2 separate regions of the Mus musculus genome follow, and region 2 is linked to region 1. A link is a contact called in public Micro-C data. All regions are on one chromosome and are shown on one strand. Each heading gives the region's core, a stretch centred on a gene start, on an enhancer-like site or on the middle of the called end of the contact. The rest is flanking DNA. Distances are from core to core; before and after follow the strand shown.

The links. A called contact is a pair of places that touch in the nucleus more often than the background predicts.
Region 2: a contact with region 1 is called in a Micro-C map of muscle stem cells, with 4 times the contacts expected there. The contact joins two enhancer-like sites. A contact is called at or near these places in 17 of 484 Hi-C or Micro-C datasets (the AtT-20 cell line, the C2C12 cell line, the HPC-7 cell line and 10 more).

What each region holds. Positions count from the first base shown.
Region 1 is chr3:127,998,077-128,005,249 of GRCm38.p6, reverse strand. No RefSeq gene overlaps it. Among named protein-coding and RNA genes, the nearest start is that of Gm35667, 31 kb to the right of the region's middle. Within about 2 kb of position 2,944, at least 6 of the 459 cell types and tissues checked have an H3K27ac peak or open chromatin away from gene starts, as enhancers often do. A contact at or near this core is called in muscle stem cells, where this site is marked.
Region 2 is chr3:128,080,109-128,087,281 of GRCm38.p6, reverse strand. No RefSeq gene overlaps it. Among named protein-coding and RNA genes, the nearest start is that of Gm35667, 110 kb to the right of the region's middle. Within about 2 kb of position 4,656, at least 4 of the 459 cell types and tissues checked have an H3K27ac peak or open chromatin away from gene starts, as enhancers often do. A contact at or near this core is called in muscle stem cells, where this site is marked.

The DNA.
Region 1 (7,173 bases), core at 1,695-4,194:
CAACACTACACACCAACTACACACACACACACACACCATGCATGCATGCACACACATACAACATGCACGCATGCATGCATGCCCATGCACTGCACACATATGTATACATGAACACACACACACCACACCACAACCAGAATTCATGCATGCACACACGCTGCACTCACATGCATACATGCACACACATGCACTGCACACACACACATACACCATTGCTCTTCTTCTCCTCCTCCTTCCTGCAGTCTGGGAGGCAAAGCATTAACCCCAAGCTGTTCTCTTAGCAGGCAAGGTGACTTTGAAGATAAAAGCCATTTACAAAATGGTGACATGTGGTGGTAAAAAGAGCCCAGGTGCCTGCTGGCTGTAATAGATATCAGAAAAGCCCTGGATACTCTTGTCTGTATTTCTTTTCACACAGAAGAGAAACAAGCCTCGCTCACCTAAGGCTAGTAATGCCACTAAGCCAACTGTGGTAGATGCTAAAATGCAATTGTCTTGTATTACGTAATTCACTCTACTTTAATTCCTAATGTCCCTTTGGCACTTATCACAACAAGTATTTTCTTAAAGTAAAAGGAGATTTAACAATTCTTCTGAATGACTATTTATAGAAGAAAGAGTGACTCGGTAGAGGAACAACCTTTTAAAAAATTATGGAAACTGACTTTAAATAACAGTCTCTGACACTTCAGTCTCTGGCTCCTGCCCTCCCTTTCCCTGTAGCTCCCACAGACCCTTAACTTGAGATGTTCCTGTTCAGCCTCTTTAGTGCTGGGAATAAAGACGTGCGTCACCACCCCCAGGCAAGCATTTGCCCTTGAATCTTTAGAATAGGAGATCTTAAATAGATGATCAAAAAGTTTCTCCAGCCTCCTATCTTCAGTTTATCAAGGTCTGTTGAAAATATCCAACAGCAGAGGTCTAAAGAGATGGCTCATCAGTTAAGAGCACTCTCTGTTCTTACCAAGACCTGAGTTTGGTGCCCAGTGTACAATGGGGTGGCTCACAGCTCCAGATCCAAGAAACCAATATGCCCTCTTCTGACCTCCATGGGCACCAGGTACACACATGGTTCATACCCATATATACCTGCAGGTAAGACACTCAAACACATAGAATAAATTAGCCATATTTTTAACTGAAAAGACCAAAAAGCACACTTACTGTTTCTCAGACAACTACCTCTGCATTTATAAATAAATAAATAAATAAATAAATAAATAAATAAATAAATAAATAAATCACAGTAAGAAACCAAGGAGATTTAAAGACAAGAAAAACCAAGTAACGGGGAGATTAAATAGGTTGTTTGAAGTCACTTTTCTTATACCTGATCTTGCTGGGACTCCAACTCAGGAAATCCGACAGATTTCTGAGTGTACCCACCACCCACCTTGCCAAGAACAGATGGATGAACTGGCTCCAATGAAGCAAGAGATGGTTTGTCAGTTCAGTGCAGAAGCAACGAATCTAAGAGAAGATGGAGATTCTGCCTTTGAACTATCTCTAACAAAATTTCTTCCCAGCATTGAAACGCAATAGTGATGGGACTCTCCAAAACACATCTGAGACCCCCACCCCCACCCCCCGGGAGGAGGGCTGGAAGTGAGCTGCAAGCAAGCTACTGTGGAGTGCTATCACCTGAGAGGCAGGACCTGAGAAAATAGTCTCAGTATCCTCTGAAGAAAACAGAAGCTCATTTGTCAAATACATCATTTTTAAGTTGTAAACAAATAGATAAGTAGCTATATAAACCTACGCTTCTCTGCTATTCAAACTGAGGCACACAGTGGTCTCACTGCTGGTGGGAAGCAGATATGCTGCCCTCTGGAGTGCCCGGTGTGGCACTCCTCCCATCCATCAGGAGTTCCAGCCACCATTCCTTCGGGCTCTCCTGGTTGTGCACAGATTGGGTTTCATGTAGACATGCAAAAAATAAAAAAATAAAAAAAAATCTCTAAGCTTATTCGACATGAAATACAATACATTTGCCAGATAACCAGGACCCTCATATTCATCATAAATCAATTGTGTTTATCCGTAGCCAAGAAAGAACTAGAATGCGCTTTCCTCATTTGGAAATCCAATCTGCTCTTCACAGTAATTATGCTGCCTTTCGTATGAATCATGGTCTCGCACCACAGTGTCAGGGCCCGGCTCGCTCGCTCGCTTGCTCGCTCGCGGCTGTGCAGCACTGAGATGATCCTCGCACTTGGGGGTAGGATTTGGGGAGTTATTGAAGTAAATCCTTTTACTCACTAGACTTTCCCTTTTTTGTGTGTCTCATCTTCAGTCTTTTTGTTCAAATTTTACAGAAAACTTCTGAAAGCCGTCGTAAGCAGGGCAAGAGCACCCTCACCAATCCCCCGGAAGCCACGGAACTACACTCAAGATGGGCGAGGGCTCTCCCCTTGCTCTCATCCTGGCTTTCCCTCAGGAGTCACCACACAGCCAGCTCCCTCTTTTATTTATCCTTTCCACACAGTTATGTTACAATGATGTGCTGAGACTCTCTCCAGTGTAAGAGTCTTCATAGCCAGGCATTGTCCAAATGCACACAAACAAACGTGAGTTGTTCTCTGTGCATCCTCTGTAGAAAGCATAGAGAGAGGTGGGGGTCTGAGGCCCAGCCATCTTTAGTGACATATATTGCTGAAAAGTAAGACTGTAAACGGGAAGCCATGTCTATTTGAGACCTTCTGGAACGTGAGGCGTGGGGGCTTGACCTTATAACCCACTGCCCTTCATGCAGTTAACTGCCCAATTGCCAGAGGAAACCCGTGAACCCAAAACGACAAAAAGGGTCATCTGAGAGGGCGCACCACCAGGTGGGATGTGAGGAAATAGGAACCCAGGAGCCACTGTGGACACCATTATTATGTGTGTGGACACATAGAACATAGTAACAAAAGGAGGGACTTACCACTGTGGCCACAAGTAGACTTTTGCACCGTTGGTGACTGGTGTTAGTTCTCTGGTCCTCTGCGTAAGGCCCTTCACTGGGCAGTCTGTGTATTTGTAAGATGGTTGGGCTTTGCTGTTGCTGTTGCTATTGTTATTGTTGTTGTTGTGTTTTACTTTGTTTGCTTTACCTTTGTGAACAGCAGATGTCCTCAAATGGACTACACCGTGTCCCCTTCCCCCACCAGAAGTTTCTAGAATGGAGCTTTCCTGACACCTAGTGGCCAGATGAGGAATCCCTGATTTCCTTATAAGTAGTTTAATTTAGAAAGTATATTTACATCCCAAATGAAATTTTAGAACATTGCTTCACAGTTTACCACTGATCCCCTGTGAGCTGCTGGCTTGTGGGTTAAATGCAATTCTACTCCTATATTGCTTAGAATTTTAAAGTAAAATTGCTATCAACTGCGGCTAGTTCTGGGTGCATGCAAGCTCACATTACTGTGCTTCCCTCCTGTAATAGTAACTAAGCTTAAGATAAAATACCAAAGGCTAAATTACACATGAGTCTCAAATGAGAGCCTGTGTAAATTAATAAAAACTTTGCATTGTCTCAGATAAATTACAGTGAAGGTACTCTGCATACCACCAAAGGAAAAAGATAAACACTAAACTAGCTACAAAACCTACAGATCTACAGTTGTGTCCTCATAAGAATGCTAGAGAAATGGCAGCACACAGCATGTGGGAATATAACCAAACAATATCTGATTTGACTGAAGGCCCACTCCATGGGATGGAGCCTATGCCGCCATACCTAGCACTGTTTAGGTAACCAAGAACCTAAGACTAGATGATCCAGGGACCTGAGGCAAAACCAAATACTACTGCTCTGTGGAACCACAACTACAACAAAATATAGCAATGAAATGACTCCTGGTGACATTTTGCTGTACGTGTACATTAATGTGTTGCCCAGTCAACATCAGAGAAGTTTCCCCCTGCATCAGATAGGCACAAATACATACACCCACAACCAGACATTATGGAGAATGAAAGATCTCAGAACACTCAGCCCTAAACGAGAGATCTCCATCAAAACTCTCCCCCTCTAGAGTCATCAGAAGAGGAAGCAGAAAGAATGTAAGCACCAGAGGGGATGGAGGACACCAAGCAAACAAGACCCTGTAAATCAACACGAGGAAAGCTCATAGGAACTCACAGAGACTAAGACAGCATGCACAAGACCTGTACAGGACTGCACCAGTCAGGGTCCTCAGCCTGTGTAGTACTACATAACTAGCAATGTATAAACAACATGTATACACACAACATATATACATACATACACATACATATACACATACATACACATACATACATACACACATACATGCATGCACACATGCATACATATATATACACATACATGCATACATACATACATACATGGATGCATACATATACACATACATATACATACATGCATATATACACACATGCATACACACATACATACACATATATACATGCATGCATACACACATACATACATACACACATGCATACATACACATATGCATACATACACATGCATGCATACATATACACATACATATGCATGCACATATACACACATGCATGCATACATACGTGCACACATACATGTAAAACAATGAAAAGGAAAGTTCATGTGAGTCATACAGAGGACTTCCAACAAGTTTCCCCTTTGAGGGAACAGGGAAAGAAAAGGTGTCTATGAAAATTATTGCAACCTAGAATAGAACCTGCTCTTCCTACATCAGAAAAATAATATGCAGGCGTCGTGGTGTTTATCTGGGATCCCAGCACTCAGGAGGCTGAAGAAGAATGATGGGTTCTAAGCCAACCTAGGCTACACAGTAAGCTCAGCAACCAAAGCTCACAGCAAGATCCTGTCTCAAAAGAAAAACAAAGTAGAATAGCTTTTCTAGAAGAAATGAAAACTAATGAGGCTGGTAGGTTAGGTGTCCTGACATAGCAATATGCCTTAAGGCTCTGCCAAGATCACATAAAAGGGAGACGTGGTAGGATATCAAAGTGAAAAGACTGGATCAGTCAGTGATGGACAGAGGAGGGGAACAACTCAGTGGTGCCTTGGTGAACTTTCTATTGCTGTGACAAGACACTGTAACCAAGGAAACTGATAAAAGAAAGCATTTAATTTGGAGCCCGTGGTCCTGAAGGGTTACAATCAATAACTATTATGTCGGGGAGCATGGCAGCAGTAGGCAGTCAGTCATGGCTCTGGAACCATAGCTGAAAGACGGGGGGGGGGGGGGGGCAGGGAGAGGGAGAGGGAGAGGGAGAGGGAGAGGGAGAGGGAGAGGGAGAGGGAGAGGGAGAGGGAGAGGGAGAGGGAGAGGGAGAGGGAGAGGGAGAGGGAGAGGGAGAGGGAGAGGGAGAGAGATCACCTGCCCCAGTAGACCATCTCCTCCAACAAGGGCACATCTCCTAATCCTTCCCAAACAGTTCCACCAACTAGGAACCAAGTCCTCAAATATATCTACAAGGTCCATTATCATTCAAACCAACACAAGTAGCTTCTGAGAAAAGTGTTTGAGATGCTGCTGTAGATGCTTAGGCCAGAGAGAAACTTGAAAATTCAGAATTATGACCAATCAGCACAGTCAAAGATGCATTCCAGTGAGATTATGCTGGTGTAACAAACAGATTTAAAGTTGAGCGGGCCAAGGCTGCTGCATCTACATTTCACAGGATCCTTAAATCACATTTGTAAAATCTCCTCATGTTCCTCGACCCCAGGACATTTTATTCTTTTGCATGGATGAAGCTGAATACATATATACCTTTTTTTGTTCTTTAGAAATATCTTAAGACCCAAGTCAGGAATATCATATAATTTTTGTAACAATATACAACACAAATGCTCATAGCCTCGAAGAAGACTGGGATATGTCTGTTGTCTTTAGTTTGCCTGCGTTATAACTAGATTGTTATGGAATAATTATTTTTCTATTACGGAATTTTCAAATAATCTCTATCAACTTGCAATTCTCTGCTTTCATTTTTATTCACAGGTTCATGATTATACTTCGCATACACTCCAAGAAAGCATCAATTTAGAAAGGAATATATTTCATATGTACATTTATAATCCCCACAATTTACTCACAGGATCTAATACACAGTCAAAAATCCAGTTTTCCTTCAGTAAATTACTCTTGTTACCCAGCAGGTTAAAGGACTTCACTAGCCATTCCCCTAGTGATAGATAAAGCAGTGACTCCCAACAGGAAGAGGCACCATCACTCTACAGAACCAAAATGCGGACACGGAACACACAGCTGCGGGGTGGCTTCTACACCCTTATATTTATCAGGCTTTATATATCTTCAAAGATCTGTGAGAAACAGTCATTAAAATCACAGATTGTCCTGCTAGCTAAGCATTTATTCTGCAAGGAAAGAGAACCAGTTTAAACAAGCCTTAATTATACAGAACACTCAGGATGAAATGTGTTAATTCTACCTGGCATCTAGCTGTTCGTCAAATCCATTCAGATAAGTTATGTGCACAAGCTCTTGTAGACAAAAAAAAAAAAAAAAAAAAAAAAAAAAAAAAAAACACCTTAAGTGTACTTAAGCCTCACAAACAGAATCTTGTCAGAATATTGTATTACAGGAAAGAAGCTAATTTTCCAAATTATACAATATGGAGGAACCTATAAAAAATTTTTATTGTCTTGACCACTTTAAATACTGAAACATAATTTTAAATAGTACTGATTAAATTTAATGAAATAAGTTTAACATTAACAATTACTTCCTTTTTAAGCATGTATTTAATTTAGCCGGGGAAAGACTGGAAGCATTGTACTCCAGATTCTAAAGACCACAGGTGCCAATCCAAACGCCTTTACCTATGAAAACTTACCTGCAAAAGTTTGAGGAAAAAGAAAAGCTTTTCACACAGTACAAACAGGCTAAAAGAACTCACGTACACAAAACCCACCCTGCAGAGAATGTTAGAAGCAATACTTCAGGCTGAATGAAGGAATAATCATAGCCCGGAAACTACAGAAAGAAACAAATGAAACTGTAATAATTGAAATACAGAACAAAAGTTAGAAAACAAACAGCAAGAAAGCCACAAGATGATAACAATCAGTACATGCCTCTCAAGGATAACTTTAAATATTAAAGGCCCCAGTTCCCCAATCAAAAAAAGCACAGGCTAGTTGAGTGGTTTAAGAAGAACAATCCATCT
Region 2 (7,173 bases), core at 3,407-5,906, 80 kb before region 1:
ATGGCTCAACCTTCTGAGTTCAGTGCCAGGATTCCACACTGTAGAAGACGAAAACCAGCTCCTGGGAGTTGTCCTCTCACCTCTACATGTATGGCGCATACACTTACCTCGCCGCCACCACATACAGACACAACATAACTAAATAAACGTAATAAAATTTTAATAAGAAGATGACCCAAAGCTCCAGGCAAACACCCTTTAGCTCCCCTGAGTGCCTGTTCTAACTTTGAGCAACTATGACACGTGGAAATTCATTTATCTACCCCGAATCATTCTATTTTTGCTTTAGGTAATACTTGTTTCCATCTGGGGTCCAAATGGTAGTGAGTTTAGCTGTCCCCCTGGGAAAAGCCCTGAGAGACTGTGCAACCCCACTACTCCCTTTCACTCCCCCTCCTCCATACTAGGGAGCCACAGCCTACAGCTCCCTCCTGTGGAATAATCTTAAGCCCTCCTCGTCTTGCTCTGCCCTCACCACACTCCAGGTAGAATAATTTGATATAGATCCTTGAACATGTAATGTCAGGACAGGATGCATTCTCCCAGACATGTCCTTTGCAGAGCTCCATGGTGCGGACCCACACCTCCTGCAAAGCAAATGGCATCTTTCAGTTCTCACTAAATCCATTGTCCTTGTTGGAATCAGAAAAAGGAGGATATGGAAGGCTTATTGTTTGATGAATCAATTTATAGGACGCCTATATCTGCTTTCTCCATCCATACTGCTCTTCTGAAGGTCCTGAGTTCAAATCCCAGTAACCACACGGGATACTCACAACCCCCCATAATGAGCTCTGACACCCTCTTCTGGTGTGTATAAAATCAGCAACAGTGTACTTATGTACAATAATAAATAAATATTTGGGCTGGAGCAAGCAGGGACTGAGAGAGCAGGGCCGACTGGAGCAAGCGGGGTTGACCAGAGCAAGCAGAGGTCCTAAAATTTCGATTCCCAACAACCACATGAAGGCTCACAACCATCTGTACAGCTACAGTATGTATTCATATACACAAAATAAATAAATAAATCTTTAGAAAGAAAGAAAGAAAGAAAGAAAGAAAGAAAGAAAGAAAGAAAGAAAGAAAGAAAGAGGGAGGGAGGGAGGGAGGGAGGGGGAGGGAGGGAGGGAGGGGGAGGGAGGGAGGGAGGGAGGGAGGGAGGGAGGGAGGGAGGGAGGGAGGGAGGGGAGAGGAAAGAGAGAGAAGGAGGGAGAGAGGAAAGGAGAGAGAGAAGAAGAAGAAGAAGAAGAAGAAGAAGAAGAAGAAGAAGAAGAAGAAGAAGAAGAAGAAGAAGAAGAAAAAGAGAAGAAAATTTGAAGGTGAAAAGGGTAAATTAGATTCAGAGTGGGAAACTGGTTCAGTCCAGGTCCAGACGGACAAGTGGATGGGTAGACAGTAGAGTATTCTCCATGAACTGCAATGGGAAAAAAAAAAAAACTACATATTGGAGCCATCAGTCCTTGAATGCACACTGGATATCAGATGATATCAGATGGGCCACACCATCCCAGAATGGGGTGCCCATCACTTTAAAAAATAATAATAATAATAAATATGAAGAAAGAAAGAAAGAAAGAAAGAAAGAAAGAAAGAAAGAAAGAAAGATCCATGTGTGCAGCTTTTCTTATTCCTAAGGAGTCCAGTTTAACCACACCACACTGTTTATATTAATGAAGTAACGTAAGGAAAGCTCCTAACCATGGGGCCACACTTCACCAGCCGTGCTTATGGACAGTCACACCACACACCAGAAAGAACAGAGTTTGCGGGGCTTCCGGATTGCTAGGGGTGCTGAGAAGGTGGTGTTCCTGACGAGAACAGGGAACTCCCCCAGTCCGAACACATCTCTTCACTGTGTCTGTCATTTATACGACAGTTTTATGCAGGGACGTTTATAATGAATGTGGAATTTAGGAAGTAAATTGTTTATCTGAGTTCGGGAAACTCCTCTATTAAATGGTCCAACCCAAGGAGAAGGTCATGGGAACTCCCTTAAAACCCTTCAGCTGACAGAGCAAGTGATAACCTGGACTTGGAATGTCCTCTGAAGGGAGTGGCAGTCTATAGGACTGAGCCTCCACCAAGAGAAGCAACTCTCTCCTCATGGACAGTGTCAGAGTGCTTGTACATTGCAAAACAATGACTTGGTTGCTGCAAAACCTGGAAAGTTTTGTGGCAGGAAGCAATGGCGTTTAGTCACAAATGTTTTGTGTTTTAAGAATAATGAGGCTGAAAACCGATTTTCTCTTCCTGTTCCACAGATGTTTAAATGACTGACATAGTTGTTATTTTTATAAGTAAAACAATAAGAAATGGAGAGAGTGGGGTTTCCTGATGGAAAAGATAATATTTCACTTCCCATGACAGCCTTTCTCAATGAAGAACTAGTGAGTTGTATTTCATCAAACTTCATTATTATTATTTTTTAATTAAGGCAGTGGAATATTTTTACACAGATTAGTGACAAAACAGCAAAGTATTTTATTATATACACTACATAGGATCATTAAAAGTTTTTAATCAATTAGTAGACTTTCAAACAATCTTGGAATGCACAAAATCCCTTAATTTGAAAATAATATTTAGTAGAAAACATTATAATTAAGTAGGTAAAATAATGAAACTTGGATTATATGAATGGATGAGAGGATATTTGCATGCACAAGTGAGCAAGTATCCAAGGAAGCCAGAGACATCAGATCCTCCTGTAGTCACAGGAAGTGTGAGCCATCCAACATGTGTGCTATGAACCAAGCACAGGTCCTCTGCAACATCATTACCCATACTTATGCAGTGAAACATCTCTTCTGGTATGAAAAGTGGTCCTGAATTCTCTCTCTCTCTCTCTCTCTCTCTCTCTCTCTCTCTCTCTCTCTCTCTCTGTATGTGTGTGTGTGTGTATGTGTGTGTGTGTGTGTGTGTGTATGTGTGTATGTGTGTGTGTGTGTGTATACATGTGTGTGCATGTGGATGTAAGAGATCAGCCCTGGGAATCATTCCTCAGACTCTACCCACCTTTTATTGAGATAGATGGCCCAGAATTCACCAAGCAGACTGGCTGGCCAGTGAGTCCCACCTGTCCTCAGCTCCCCAGTACTGGGTAACGAGTCCACTGTGCCTAGTTTCTCACAAGGGTTCTGAGGCTCAAACCCATATCAGTATGCTTGAAAAGCAAGCTCTATCTATTGACCCATCTCCTGAGCCCAGTAGTCATACTATCACATATCATTATCACGGTCAAAAAGTTATTCAGTGCTATGTTTTCAGTATGGTGCTTGGCAAATTATAAATATTAGATTGGATTATTGTTTATGCACACACACACACACACACACACACACACACACACACACACACACAGTTACCTCCACTACTTTTGGATGAGGAGGCTGAGCTGAGATGCCTCATTACCTGGTCCAGGCCCGCTGAACCCAAGTTGTTTCTCAGCTCTGATTCTCTGCTTTAGAAACAGCACTTTTTAAAAATGGCCACAAACTGCTTAAACAATTTACTGTTTAGAATTTGAACTTTATATTTTTATGTTCTCGTGTTCATAGCATATGTTAAAACTAGAAAGTCCTCATATTTTAGTTCTATAAAAAATAATTTATTTGTATAAATAATTAGACAGAATGACATATTTAACCTTATGACATACCAGTAGTCTTGCTGTATTCTAATATCATAGTGGATATTCAGAAATAGGGAAATTAAATTACATACCTTAGCCTAAGCCTGGGTAAAATTATCTAACTCTTCATCTAATAATTAAGGAAAATAAGAAGGGAAATTTTCTGTGTTAAAAAATGGTGCTAGCCAGGTGTGGTGGCACACGCCTTTAATCCCAGCACTTGGGAGGCAGAGGCAGGCGGATTTCTGAGTTTAAGTCCAGCTTGGTCTACAAAGTGAGTTCCAGGACAGCCAGGGCTACACAGAGAAACCCTGTCTCAAAAAAAAAAAAAAAATGGTGCTAAGTATTCTAAGTGGAAATATCCTCCTCTTAAAAATGCTTGTATATATTATTGTGTGAGAATAGCACACTTGAGTGCAGACATGTTCAGAACACATGTGGAGTTCATCAGGGTGTATCCAGCCCTTCAGGCTTCACAGAGAACATTTTCATCCATCGAGCCTTCCCAACATCGATCCTATTGTTGCATGTTGGAGTAATTCAGAATTGCGAATGCTCAAGGTAGGTTGAAATGAACCTTACTATTGACTGTTCTCATTCTCCTGCCCTTAAGAACAATTAGCCATTAGCTCATATTTTGAAATCCCTCCTATAGTTATATGAAATCCCTTTGAAGTTTCAGTTTTCTCTCTGAAAGTATATCCAACAGGGTTCATTTCTATCTATAAAGGAATCTGTTAGGAAGACCCACAGTTCTATACAGAGAAAACTGTCAGTCCTAAGGGTCCCTAACCTGAAAAGAGTGGCCCACCCATGCGCAATGACCACTAGGTGAAGGTCAAGCCCTCCCTCAGTGGAGCTGCTTGAGCTGACCTTGACCCACTTTTCCCTGAGTCCTGGTGTGAAAAGGAGGGTCCAAGTCTACTCCCTGCTGTGTGGGGGCCATCATCACGCCTCCTCGGATGCCCACAGACATGCTGACAGCTGCACCCAGCCTCAGCCCGCCACCTCTCTGAATTTGACTCTCAGCCAGGAATGTAGAAGAAAGGAGTAGTGATCTCACAACCACAGCCAAGCTCGTGACAGCCTGGCCATGCCAAAGCCCTTGTATCATGGCGAAGGCTATCCACATAATCAGTCTTGGAGATACATTTTCTTCTCTAATCTTTTCTGCCAACAGATTCAAACAGCTCAACGGCTCTTGCTGTTGCTCCTCGTTCTAATCGCCCTTCCTCACACTTCTGATACTGGGTTTGCTTAAGAGGCCCCAAAGTTATATTTCTGTCCAAAAAAGGGTAGACATCCCATCCAGGAGTGAGGCTTGTGGAGAGTCATGCCCAGAGTCCACCGGGAAAGTAATCCTAGTGAGTTTCTGTACAGGACACAAGTTGAGCTCGGACAGCAGACATCACTGTGAGCATGGGGGATCTCAGCACACAGGCCACCATCGGAGCTCATCTTGGCCATTACGGTCCAGGCAGGGTCTGATTCATCCAGATGAGCATCTGGAGAAACAACAACCTTGAATTGGATTCTGGAGGAATAACACATCTTGAATTCAAGTTTAAAAAAAAAAAGCAAGAACTGAATAATTATTGAGACACAACACTGGATGAAAATCTGTTTAAAACTCTATCCGATTACACAGACAACTGGAATATAACAATATGTACACAACAAAACTAACCAAGAGCTCTGTGCAACTTTCTTCCTTCAGCACCCAGGACAGTGATGTGGTTGGATGATAAATCCTAAAACCAAGTTCCTTGGACTTGGATCTTGACCTTGTCACTAATTTAAGCTGCACTGACTTTCTTCTAGTTCAGATTTCCTTACAAGGATTAGACCCCCCCCCTCCCTGTCTTCCAAGAGGATGAAATGTCCTATACCTTCACAGCATTGAAAGCTAGTAGCATTTAGCATGTGCTGCCTGCTTTCATCCAGTCCAAACAGTCCTGTTCAAAACCATTGAAGACTCCAAGGGCAGGCCTGATCCCTTTAGATTGGGAAAGAGTATTTTTTACCTACATAGCTAGGTTGTTGACTTTTTGAGACCACATGACCAAATTCCAACTTCATGGACATGTTAGACAAATTTAAAAGGTCACAGGGTCAATCACTAGGGCTGAATCATTGCATAATGTCCCCGGGGGTTGCCACTAAATTTTGATCACATTGCCACTGCTAAGTCATTTCTCTAGCTACCAAAGTGAAAAATGAAAGTCGGTTGTATTTTGACTCATCATGGCCTAAAAGACTCTCTCAAATCTTGGTGGCCAACCAAGGACCCAGTGACAGCTTTTACAGAAGGGTCTTTGTGGTTGAAACATTGAGCGTCCTGGTTTGTTAGAAAAGGGAGGGAAAGGGAAGGAGAGAAGGAGAGACAAGAACCTGACCTTTCCTTCTGAGAATCATAAGATCTATATGGCTGTATTTCTGAGAAAGCTGCTGAGGTGTGGGTTAAACCTGAGGTTTAACCTGGTATTCACATCACTTAGTACTTACAAGAAGGAAAAACTTTCTGTATTTTAGTCTCTATTTTGTAAAAATGAATTTGTATGCTCACACAACAAATTACCGCAGAGGGGGTTAATTAGCAACTCCAAAATGCAACATTTGTTTCCTTTTTTAAGACTGCTTTCTGTATCAGTAGAGACTATGTTCTGGTGGAAAATGAGTACTGACACCCAAGGCTGTCCTCTGCCGTCCACACCTGTGTCACCCCCTTAACAAACTCACACTCTCCAATCATGCACGCACACAAAAAATAAAATTATACTGATAAAAAGAATGCACTGGGCTCTAAGTGCCCAACTCACGTGCTACAACTAAGCAACGGAGTGCTATAACTATATTATCAGCACCTCTTCAATCAGAGAACCCGGAGTGCACAGACTTCCCCGTCAAGCACCTGCAATGAGTAGCTTTGGCCAGAGCTCTTCAAGGGATGCTCCAGCAGGCTAAAGATGGATTGTGTGTTCTATGCTTCCTACTGGCAGCAAAACCCAAGAGGTATCTAGCTCTACTGTGGCCTGTGCTCCGCTGCCCCCTGTGTCACATGATTTGAACATCTGCTTCACTGGCCAACAGCAGATCACAACCCTCCTGTCAAGTTCTAGGTGACCATGGACTTAAGCAAAACACAGCTGCAGAGGATTGGCTGGGGCCCAGAGGGCACCCAGCCCAGCAGCAGCCTCTGACCAGCACCTTTACCCGATACTTCTGTTTGATGTGATATATGAGCCTTTTTAGTAGTGTACATGTGAGGAGCAGGGTGACTCCAGTGACTACTTATGAATTTCTATGGATTACATACATTTCTTTTGCATACTTCATGAGACAAATTCTGGTTCAACAATTCTATATCTGTTTACATTATCACAAGATAGCTTTGTACCTTAGTTGTTACTAAGAGAAAATTTTGAGGTTTATGATTCCTAAAACTTTCGATGTTTAAAATTTTTAAATCATAAAAATATTCTAAGATGGTTGTCTGTTATCCGTGAAAGCACCCTCTGACGGGAGCTCCTTACAATTTGAAC